Regions from separate parts of the Mus musculus genome. Here region 2 is linked to region 1. The links are chromatin contacts, called in public HiChIP or PLAC-seq maps. All regions are on one chromosome and are shown on one strand. The core of a region is the stretch at or near the end of the contact, and the rest is flanking DNA. Distances in the headings are between cores, read along the strand shown. Region 1 has its middle 36 kb from the start of Gm35542. Region 2 has its middle 40 kb from the start of Gm35593.

Region 1 (5,468 bases), core at 2,390-4,889:
TGCCCAGCTCCACCTCCTATTTTTGAGGACCATTCAAATCATGACCTTCTGCCTTGTCATTTGGCCTCAGAGACAAATGTGTATTATACTTCAGCTAATAAGGAGATGAAAGGGTTTAGGGCAGCTTCTGGCTTGCAGCTAGAGAGCTAGAAAGTCAATCAGCAGCCCTTACACCCAGAGGACATGCCACTGTGTCCTGCTGTCTCAGTCCATGCAAAGGAGAGAGAGAGAGAGAGAGAGAGAGAGAGAGAGAGAGAGAGAGAGAGAGAGAGAGAGAGAGAGAGAGAGAGAGAGAGAGAGAGAGAGAGAGCGCTTTTCAAACAGCAGCTCCTGGGGAATCTTTGGTGAACTTCACATCCTACTTGGCTCTATTTTCCCCTAAAAGTATAAAGTGGTCCCCCGGGCAACCTGTGTGCCTTATGCCACGGGGAGATGCTTTCTCCAGACCAGCTCTCCAAATGTTAACCTAGAGATCTGACCAAGGAGAGAGAGTCGGGACCTGGCTTGAATTGAATCTGGCTCTTTCCGGGCCTGCCCCCTGCTTGCTCTGTTCCTTTCATCTCTCGAAGTGGTCCTGTGATGAGAGCCTCTCCCAGGTCTGGTCAGATGGCTCACCCTCCGACTTCCCAGCTCCACACTCGCTCGGACCCTTGCTTATGCAGCTGCTCCATGAAACGACTCACATACGTCTCCGGCCAGCCCGTTTATTTTTATAAACAATAAATAGGACGACATTCCATGGTGTCCCACCCCGTTAGGCCTTGTTTACAGAGCCGTGGAGACAGTGACGGAAGATTGCTGGGGTTTGTACAGATGGCAGCCCACATGTCGTAAATCGTGAGCAGGGAGAGAGGGTTTTGTTTCTTGAAACACAAACAACAACAACTCGCCCCCCCCACACACACACCCGTTTGCTTTCCCTCCCCACGGTCACGCGGCATTACGGAGGCCTACAAATCATGGCGGGATGATATTAAGCTGCCTCAATAATGCTCGGGATCCCTTCCGGTGTGTGATTCTTCTTCATTAGAAACGATAGCCCACATGCCCCAAATCCTCTTTGCCTCACCTCAAAATTTATAGATCATGGTCTCTAAACTAATTGTTAGTTGCACACTAGGCTGCATGCTGTTCATCCGCAGAGCAATTACCTCGGAGGCCTTGATTAAAGGCAGGGATGCAGAGGGGCAGAGTGGGCAAGGTCTCCTGGTACCCACTAACAGGAGCGAAGCATGAAGCATGCCCTATCCATCACTAGCTGTTGTTCAAAGGCCAAGAAGTGACAGGCAGCAGTGGGGTGCAGGCTGCTGACTTCCTTTATGACATTGTGGGCCGAAGTAGCTTCTGGCTAACACTTACTTAGAAGAGGAGCCCGGGATCAAATGGTCTGCCTTCTGCCTTCCCTCTCAGGTGGCAGGGTTTCCCACAGTCTGTCTATTCAAGGAACTTCTGCAAGTAAGAAGAACAAGTGTTCCTTTGCAACATTCTGACTCCACACTTCTACTATTTCCAGAAGGTTCTTGAGGTCTAGCACAATCCCAGTTAGTATATGGTTCTCTCCTAAAATCTAAAACCCACAGTCAGAATTACAGTTTCTAATGGAGCTGGTTGAGATAGGGAAACGGAGGTTTAGTGGCAGGTAGGGATTTGCCTGACCTTGTGCAGTCAGCTAGTGAGGTCTCGCCCCGCCATATTCGGATGCACTACTACTGAGAAACAGTGATGCCTACAGAAAGCCAGCCATTTGGAGAATGAGTTTTCAGCCAGAACGTTACAGAAGAAATGGGCCTGCTTGCCTGACTCCTGGCTCTAGGGCTTGCTGGAACTCACTAGACAAGGGCTGGCCAGTGGAAAGTTTTAGTTTAGAAGCTTTTCCTATGTGCCTAAGAAGAAATGCACTATTCCAGGATTCCTACTGAGGCTGGTCAGTTTCTTTGTCAGCTTGGAACAGGTCAGGGTCATCTGGAAAAAGACAATTTCAGTGGAGAATGGCCCTATAGGCAAGCCCTAGGGGGAGTTTTCTTGACTAATGACTATTAATATGGAAGAAACCAGCCCTCTATAGACAATGCACCTCTGGACTGGTGGTCCTGGATTTATAAGAAATCAGGCTGAGCAAGCCATAGGGAGCAAACCACTAAACAGTGTTCCTCTATGGCCTCTGCTTCAGTTCCTACCTCCGAGTACCTGCCTTGAGTTCCTGCCCTGACTTCCCTCCCCAACGCATCTGCTCTGGACATAGAAGTCAAACCAACCCTTTCTTCTCCAAGGTGAATTTGGTTTTGGTTTTTCTCAAAGCAATAGAAAACTAGTCTATCTGGCTTCTGGGATCAGTCCATGACATTGAACTTCAGTCAAGGACATTGTTAGTGGCTCAGCCAAACTCACTACTGCTGCCTCCTCTCATCAGAGATGCACACTGAGCCCTGGAGGAGCAGTTCTTAGCCAGAGAACTTCTTCCCTGCTCCGGTGAACAACTCTGAGCCTATGGGTCTCCTAGAGTTCCCAGTTCCCAGACATACCATATTCCTTTGCACACCAGTTAACATCCCCTTCCCTTCCCTGTCTCCCCTCTACGGATAATCCTGTCAACTTGCTTGGATTGGGAAGTACCTAGGAAGTTAGCAATGCATATCTCTAGCTGTGCCCCAAAAGGATCACTTACATCCCCCCCCACTCCTACTATGATGTGAGCTGTTCTCTCTACCACAACCTCTACCTTAATACAATAAAACTTTTGAAACCACTAACCAAATCTTTCTTCCCCTAAGGCACTTGTTCTCAACCTGTAGGTTGGGATCCCTTTGGAGGCCACATATCAGATATTTATACTATGATTCATAACAGTAGAAAATTATAGTTTGAAGCTTATGAAGCAGCATTGGAATAATTTTATGGCTGTGGGTCACCATATAAAAGGGTTGAAGCACTGGGAAGGTTGAGAACCACTGCCCTTAGGTGTTTTGATCAGGGATTTTTTTTTCTAGCTGACAAGCCCCCTTACTTCCCTGCCAGACATTCCTGAAATGACCATCCAAATAAATGTCCCATCTTCAATCCCTGTCTGAGGCCCTGCTTCTTTTGGTCTCCAATCAATATCAAATGAAGATGCTTCACAACTATTTTGTTTCTGGCAAATGATTCGGGTGTCAGTTTAGCCTTCCTTCACGCCTAGAACTTAAACTGGGGGACACTGAAACTAATCATAAGCTCTGGTGTGTGCACAGAGCATCACTGAGCGTGATCTAGGGACAGCTGACCTCAGAAGAGCCTGCTGTCTCAGCCCCTGACAGTCCCCACTAGGCCCAGCTCCCTTCTTGCACGCCAGCATCCTGGTCCCTGCAGGCAGTTGGTTGGGTTTTTTGAACTCTAGATTTGTATACAGTCCTGGGCTTTTTCTAGTTAACCCAAAACAAATCGGAGTGTTTTTTCTTGTCATCTGTTAATGTCTTCCTCCAATGTGGTGAGAGACTCTCAGAGGCTTGGGGAAGCCCATTTTCTCCTTTCTTCTTTTTCTACTCTTTTTAGTTTCCGTTTTTTTGCAGTGATTCTTCTCATTTTTTACAGCAAAGGCGACTCCTCTTGGATGATGGTCAGGCTTCCCCAGAACGGGTTGTTCAGATTAAACAGGAAATGGAGCAGACACTTCCTCTTTTCTCCTCAGTTCACAGTGGGCTCTCGTGTACACCTTGCCCTCGAGACACAACATAGGCTTTCAAAATCATGTCATTGTTCCCTCACCTCACGTGCTCCAGCGATGTGTATTCATGGCCCTTTTCCAAGCTGAAATCCATTCTTACGCTTTTACATCTTGTTCTTTCATATCAAAAGACACAATGCCACTGCATGTCACTGCCTAGTAATGCCTGGCAATATAACCAAGTGTGAATTTTAAAATCAACTATACATACTTAACATATTCTTTAAAGCACATGTGTGGGGGGTGACTAGGCAGCTAAAAGCACTTGCTGCACTTACAGAGGGCCCAGGTTCAGTTTTCAGCACCTACCTGGCAGTTCACAATGGTCTGTAGCTCAAGTCCCAGGGGATCCAATGCCCTTTCCTGGTCTCTGCAGCTACCAGGCATGAACACGGTGCATATATATATATATATATATATATATATATATATATACATATATATATATATATATATATGGAAACAAAACACCCATACACATAAAGTAATAATAGTAACCAGATGCCCACAGGACCTGTTGCTACACTATGTTATAATAGAGTGAGTTATAATGTCAAGTTCTATCAACTTAGAAAATTGGGTGTTTATCTGAAAAGGGCCACGGCTTCTGCTCCATGGCTCTGAGTCTTCATTAATCTCATTGCTACAGCTGTAAGAGGGTCAGTCATGGAGTAAGAAGGGGAGATCCATTCTGTCGTTTGGGCAGCCAGCCTGCAAGTCTCCAAAAAGGCAGCCATTAGAAAACCATGCCTCTGGTCGTCTTTTACCTCTTGAAGCTCAGCAAAGGACTGGTGGGATTCTGAGAAATCCTTTTCTTAGAACCACCCCGGTCACAAGGCCTCCTTATTTCTCCTTCTGTGTGGCCCCGTGTGGGACACAGTTTTGCCCTACATCCACTCTGCAGTAGGAGCTCTGAATGAACAGGGACACCTGTTTAGAGTAGGATCTAAACCTTCCTCACTTCTGGCCATCTCCACTCAATGAGCGCAAGCCTCAGGCCCAGCACAGGGCTAAGGGCCAAGGTATTCAGTGGATACTTTCCAAGCAGAAGTTATAATGGGAACATCAAAGGGCCAGCATAGGATCCCAGCAGGGGGTAGAAAGCCTTTGGGACACAGAGATCCCTGCAGACTCTACAGTGGGATGGAGCCTCCCTTTAAAAAGGCCCACACTTAGCAGCCCCACCAGAGAGAAGAGGGGAAAGCCTGAGAAACCTCAGAAAACTCAGTTCAAAAAGTGAGAATGGGCCTCAGCTGTGGAGACTTCCTCCTGGGAAGCCTAGGGAGAGGCTCACCAGGGAGTCCTACCTCAGGCTAGGCCTGGCTTCTTCCTTCATAAGCACTTCAAAGGCTCTCATTGCTCTTAGGAGAAAGTCTCAATTCTTAAGTTGGGCCTGATGGACCTCTCCTGGTCCCTCGCTGTGCATCCAAATGTCTGACTGGAGGGCTGGGCCTGGTTCCAGTTGTAAGATGCGATCCCTGCCTTTCAGGAGCTCACAGAATGAGGGGGTGGAGACTCATGAGTGACAATTAGGTTGAGGAGAAGGCTTGGTGAGGTCTGTGAGAGCACAGAGACAGGAGTGACTAGACAGGCCACTGTCATGGGGGAAAGGATGTCCTCAAAGGACCGTCCAAAGCCTCCAACACAAAGGGACAACTCGTCAGAAGAAGAATCTCAAGGAGACTCAAGGTCTGACAGGGAGAATGGCTTGACTCTTCTAATAGAAGCTCCAGACTGCCTAGGATACAAGGGATTCACTTAGACATGT
Region 2 (6,033 bases), core at 1,115-3,614, 200 kb before region 1:
TTAAAGCACACACTCACCCCTAAATAGAACCCATATCTGGACTCGTGGATATCAGCAAACATTGCCTCCAGCGTTGTTATGGACAACAATCAGGCCGAGTACTCCCCCTGGCACTGCAGCCAGCAGCTAGGCACTACTCTTCACCCACTTCACAGAAGAGAAAACTGAGGCAGGAAGAGGACAGAGCCTGAAGTACCGCGGGAGGAGTGATACTCAGAGCTGTGCCCATATTGGTGAACATGCTTAGACAGAGCAGTGACTACAGAGTTACAGGCATCAAGTTAGAAGCAGAGAGAGCGCGGTGAGCCTGTTCTGATTTACTTCTGCCATTTTTTCAGAATCACACACACACACACACACACACACACACACACACACTTTCAAATTTAAATAAAAAGACATATTCCAAAGCCAACTAAATGAGAGTGGCTGTTTAATTATTCACTGTCTCTGATCATTATTTGCTTTTGGCTCAGAAAAATAGAAAAACTGGCACGGTGTTAGCCAGTTTGGTGGGAGATGCTACACGGATTTTCCGTCTCATTCGTGGTACCCCTTGGTTTTCACAGGTTCCCTCTCTTCCTAGAAATGGGGTTGTTGGACCACTGAAGGCTTTCCTGTCCCTGGAGATTGTCTTTTCTGCCCCACATCCTCCCTTGCCACAGATGCAGGGCCCTGCTCCTGGACTTTACAGAACTTTAGCCTGCTTTATTATTTTTTTTAATTGTTGACCCCCAAAGCCTCCTGTTTGCATCTGTTTATTAAATTGCCAGCTCAGCTGTGAAACGCCCTTTATGGTGTTATTTTATTGGTGGGCCATTCGGGAACCCAGCACCACACAAACAGGATAAATATTTTTCTTTGCTGCACACACCCCATGTTGGGGGCCACAGAAGAAGGGGAGAGAGGAGTTTGTTGACAAGTTCTTCATTCATCCCTCTGAGAGGAGCTGTGAAATGTAACCCTCACATTCCACAGGACAATCAACCCCCGCCTGCTTGAGCTCATTTGGAGGTGTGACGTTCCACTCAAAGGGCAGCTGTTAATTTTATTGACCAAATTTGGAAAGCAGGGAGTTCCATAGTTAAAGGGGGGGATTCTGGAAGAGCAATGACCATTTCAAGCTCGGGAGAGTGGTCACACGGTTGCAGTTGGTTTGGGTATTTTGTATTGTTTTGTTGTATTTTTGTCTTATTTTCCTTTCAGCCCTTGGAGGAAACTTCCAACGCCATTGCTAGATTCAAAAGACTTGATATCTTTAAGATAGGTTTGTCAGTATTCGTTATCACAGCCATTATAAGCTTCTCCCTCAAATCCACCCCGCCCAGTAATTCCTGCAATCTCTTCCTGCCCACATTATAGATTAAAACAAGTGTGAGCCAGTGTAGTGCCCTAAAGTGGGACTCCTTGACCCCAGAGCCTAGGTTACTGAAGCGTGCCACTTGACTGCCTCTCTCCTTGCATCATTGTATAACTGTAGAGTTATCATTGGGAGTTTGCATACAGCTGAAATTTTCCGTGGTTTGCAGCAGATTCTCCTTTCTTGTCCATGCACAGAACAAGAAAGAGTGAAAGGGTTAAAAAGCTGCCTTGTGCCTCCATCTCTGGCTTTCAGACATAGTGTCCTCAAAGAAAAGCACCTTTAACTTCCAAAGAATTGACAGACACCCCTCCCCCAGCCCCCGCAACCCCATCCACTCTGTGCCTCAACCCAGGGGCAGATTCACGCCTATAGGAGTTGGAGCAGCATATTAGTAACTTAGTGCTGTGTTTACCCAATGCTAAACTTGAGCTGGACCACAGAATGAGTGGACCCTGTCAATATTTGGACTTTGAGGAGAACGGTTTATAACTGTTCAGACTTGTGTCTGAATTGCACTTTGAAACCAGCCTTTGCCAGCTTGCTCCCAGACTTCCTTCTTCGCTTGCTTTCAGAAAAGCTATTTAGGGATATTTCCTTTGGAAGGGTTGCTGGGGGCTGTGGGGAATGAGTGGGGACAAGTTCAGAATATCATAACGTGATATGGAAAAAAAGAAATGTAACCCAAGCACCGAAAAACTCCACCATGGAGCAATGTTATTGTTGGCTGAGTGGTAGGGTCCGTCTGGGTCTCCCAGAATGATCGGGAGGGGTGGGGGGCAGGGGTGAGGGGGCTCTGCAGTCTACGGATGCTTCTATTGTTGGTGGTGCGAGCTTGTAAATAGTTAAAATATTTACCAAGGCACCTCTGAGCCGGAGCTATCCCATTTTATTATTTATACCTTTTCAGAGGGACAAAAATGGAGGTGTCCACTAAACGTGATGGATTAGGCTTATAAACAGCCATTATGGCCGTCAAACCTCACATGTCAGCTCCTCCTTTGTGTCCGCGCATTTCTAAGCTAACCAGTGATCCATGCATAAGATAGAAGGTTAAGAATGCAGAGGAAAGGAGTGTGGACTGCGAGCAAGATGCTGTTTCTGCTGATTGGAAACACAGCTGTAAAATGAGGAAGACGCCTGGCAAGAGGCGAGAAAGGGGACTGTGTGTATACATACAGTTGTGGGGTGTGCATGTTTGTATGTGTGTGTGTGTACCTGTATGTGTGTGTGTGCTCATGTGTGTGTGTGTGCTCGTGTGTGTGTGTGTGTGTGTGTGTGTGTGTGTGTGTGTGTGTGTGTGTGTGTGTGTACAGAAGGCAGACTCTGGGGAATGTACAAGCCCCCGCAATCTGACACATTGCTTGCGTTCTCATGGTGTGGGCTGCAAACCTGCAAGGCCTCTACCTGCCAGCACCCTCAGCTGTTTCCTTAGTGATTGCAGCTGGCTTTTGTTTTCCCAAGATAAAAATCAGGAAATGCAAAAATTAAATAGGATTTGAGAAGAAAAAGGATGGGCCTTGGGTCAGAGGGAGAAGGGTAAGCCAGCAGGTACCAAGACTTGTTGACAGAGGAAGATCCCATCTTTCTGTGCCTAAGTTAAAAAAAAAAATTAAATGGGGGGTGGGGTGGGGTGGGGTGGGGGAGAGAGGCACTCCACAGTGCAGGTGCTCCGTGCCATGCCATGCCTAGAAACCAAACTCCTTGAAAAGTTTGGTTGAAGCAAAGTTCCTTGTGATTCCTAGGAAGGTTCATTGTCAAACCAGCTAATGGGGAGGAAATGGCAGGTAGAAGGTGAATGCAAATTGTGTTATTGTTGGCTCTCTGTAGCTGCACGTGTTACAGGCAGTTGCTGTGTGTGAGAGAGAATAAAAAGTGGCTTCCTTTCAGCTCCTTACCCTGAAGTCCCAGGCCCTTTAATCTGTTGGTCACTGACTTCCTGCCCTGTACAAACTCAAGCCTATAACTTAGTTCTCTGTTCTTTAAAGGGGAGCCCCACAATTAATGGGCATGGGGTTTTAGAAGACACGCAGGCTCGGTGGGGCTGGGATCTCCTCTAACAGCTCTAAACATGGACTGGAATTTTCATTTCAGTGACTGTCGCCTAGCTGTCTTCTCTCGAGATCCAGGAAAGAAATTATGATGTCCCTTTTTTTTTCATTTATTTATGGTGTTACTTATTTATTGGGGACCCTCGGATAAGAACTTGGTCCTGTAACAAGTGGCAGATTTATTTCCATATATCCCATGTAGTTAGTGTAAAATTAGAGAGAAGAGAAATTAGAAAACACAAATACCCACACAGACTTTCTTTACAGACAAGCAGACTGGCTGGTCCTCTGAGCGCCGCTACTTGGGTCTCTGGGCACTTCAACCATCTCCTGGGGTGATGGCCCCTTCTATGTCCTTTTCAGACTGTCTGCCACATTAGTATGCTGCTACATCTACTGGTGCGCTTCTGTAAATACTAGGATCTGAATCACACCACTGTGGTGCCCAGACACGAAACACTCTTTCCAGAAAAGAAAAAGACACACACACACATACACACAAAACAGGTTTCTCACTAGATCTATCTTGTGTGGTGCTGCAGCCAGCAGATGACAATCTGGCTCTGTGGGAAGCATCCTCTATAAAGTGAACACCCTTTGTGAACCTCCTAAGACAGAGGAAGTCTTTGCCTTGTATTCACCGATGTGTATAAGTAGCTATAATAATTAATTCTTGCCAGCTGACCCTCAGATAAGGTCGCCAAAGCCTAGACAGGCTCAGTACACGATTCCCTTGGTAAGTTCTCAAACATAAGCACACCAGCTAGCCCTGAATTCGATCACTCCCCCGTGGATTCTCTTCTATTCTGGGAAGAGATAAAACTTTCGGTAGTTTGAAAGTGAACAGGGCAAAAGAAACATAGAGAGCTTCAGGGAATTACACCAAACAGTTTGGTCATCTAGTTAAACACCGTGTGCTTATGCACAAACGGAAGGCACATACGCTACCCGCTCACACTTTACAGCCCAGCCCCGCCCAGCCCAGCGCAGACAGACTTCACTATCTGGATGGCACCCACCCATAGTTGCCACTTTTCTGGCTCATTCAGTCTCCTTCTCCTCCCTCTTTTGTCTGTATCTTCCTTTTCCTCTTCCTCTCTACCTCTATGTCCCCTTTACTACAGTGAAGTCTTAGAACCCCACCAAGCCACCCAAAAGGCTTATTCTGTTTTCCTGCCCAGTCATGGACAGGGATGCTGGGACCGGCTCCTTTACTAACTTGATGAGAAACGGTTTGACTTGACTTTCCGCTGAAATCCCCATCTCTTGCCTGGCCTGGTGCTTCCCTGGTTGAGCCAGTTCTGGGAGCTCGGCTGCCCTCCTCCACTGCAGGCTTACATGGCACAGCAGCCAAGCAGTCACCAGAGAAGGAAACACCCTGGTTAGATTATAGATTCAGTTACTTGGGTGCCTAAGTGAATTTCAACTTCAGATACCTGGCAAATACGTTTTAATCCAAGCCCAGGATGAAGCACATGTCTCTTTTTCTGGAGTTTTCAGACTCTAAAGAGAGCAGTGGCTTTGTATATCTTATAAGGGGAAGTGCTGAGCAGAATTTCCACGTGCCAGGCTGCTCAACAAGGCAAGGGAGTTCTTTGAGGGAGGTTCCATGTGGGCCAAGAAGGTAGAGAGACAGAGACCATCACGGGCTGTTACTTAACCAAACATAACATCCAGTATTGGGACTAACTCACAGGTACCCGTCAAGGTAGAGTTTACATCATTCCCATTTTACAGATGAGGCAACTGAGGCAGAACTTACAACATACAGCATATAGCAACTATAGACTATGAAACAGAGATTCAGGCCACACAGTCTGATTCTAGATCCTGGGCTTACAGCAAAACGTGACCCCAGACCAGCATAGGGACAGTTTAATTTTACAACGACACTGAAAATGAAATATCAGCATCTTTGTCACCTGACCCAGAGCCTCTGTGTACACACATTAGAGGATCCCAGGGCTGGGATCGGTGAGTAAGGATATGCCTGCACCCAAGAGGACATTGGAACAACGTACCCATCCAGGGTTTTCCTTGCCCCAACTCTGCACAGACAGGGGCAGAGAGCAAGGAAAAGCACTGAGAACACAGGCCCAGATGAAGTACACTGATGAAAAGAAAGAAGAAGGGAGGGAGGAAGGGAGGGAGGGAGGGAGGGAGGGAGGGAGGGAGAGAGAGAGAGAGAGAGAGAGAGAGAGAGAGAGAGAGGAGAGAGAGGAGAGGTAAAAACACATTTTCTGATTTAAAGACCACCCAGGTGTGTGCTGGCCTGTCCACATTTTAGGGTCTTAGCCTCTTACTTCTAGTAAGAAAAGAAACAGATGTGGTCCCCATTCATTCAGAATGGAGGCAGAGGGGAGGGGTGGGGCTGGATGGTGGGTGATCACCAAGCTGTCTTTGACCCAGACAGTCTGCCTTCAAAGACAGGGACATTAACTTCCCCCTTCCTTCAAGCCTTTGGCTGTCACCTGCCCACTCAAAGTCCAAAACTTAGTAGGCAACTGACGTGTGCACGTTCCATGGAGGAGGAATTAAATAACGCACAGAGAGCCTTGGTGGTGTAGGCAGGAGTGGAACGCTGCCCTGGCCCGGAGATTCTGAAGATGAGTCTCACTGCAT

What was found. HiChIP or PLAC-seq counts read pairs in DNA pulled down with a chosen protein or histone mark.
Region 2: a contact with region 1 is called in an H3K27ac HiChIP or PLAC-seq map of microglia, with 4 times the contacts expected there. The contact joins two enhancer-like sites. A contact is called at or near these places in 2 of 484 Hi-C or Micro-C datasets (embryonic stem cells and nephron progenitors) and 1 of 115 datasets of contacts at active chromatin or transcription factors (microglia).

What each region holds. Positions count from the first base shown.
Region 1 is chr8:89,180,767-89,186,234 of GRCm38.p6, reverse strand. No RefSeq gene overlaps it. Among named protein-coding and RNA genes, the nearest start is that of Gm35542, 36 kb to the left of the region's middle. Within about 2 kb of position 3,639, at least 1 of the 459 cell types and tissues checked has an H3K27ac peak or open chromatin away from gene starts, as enhancers often do. A contact at or near this core is called in microglia, where this site is marked.
Region 2 is chr8:89,383,877-89,389,909 of GRCm38.p6, reverse strand. No RefSeq gene overlaps it. Among named protein-coding and RNA genes, the nearest start is that of Gm35593, 40 kb to the left of the region's middle. Within about 2 kb of position 2,364, at least 24 of the 459 cell types and tissues checked have an H3K27ac peak or open chromatin away from gene starts, as enhancers often do. A contact at or near this core is called in microglia, where this site is marked.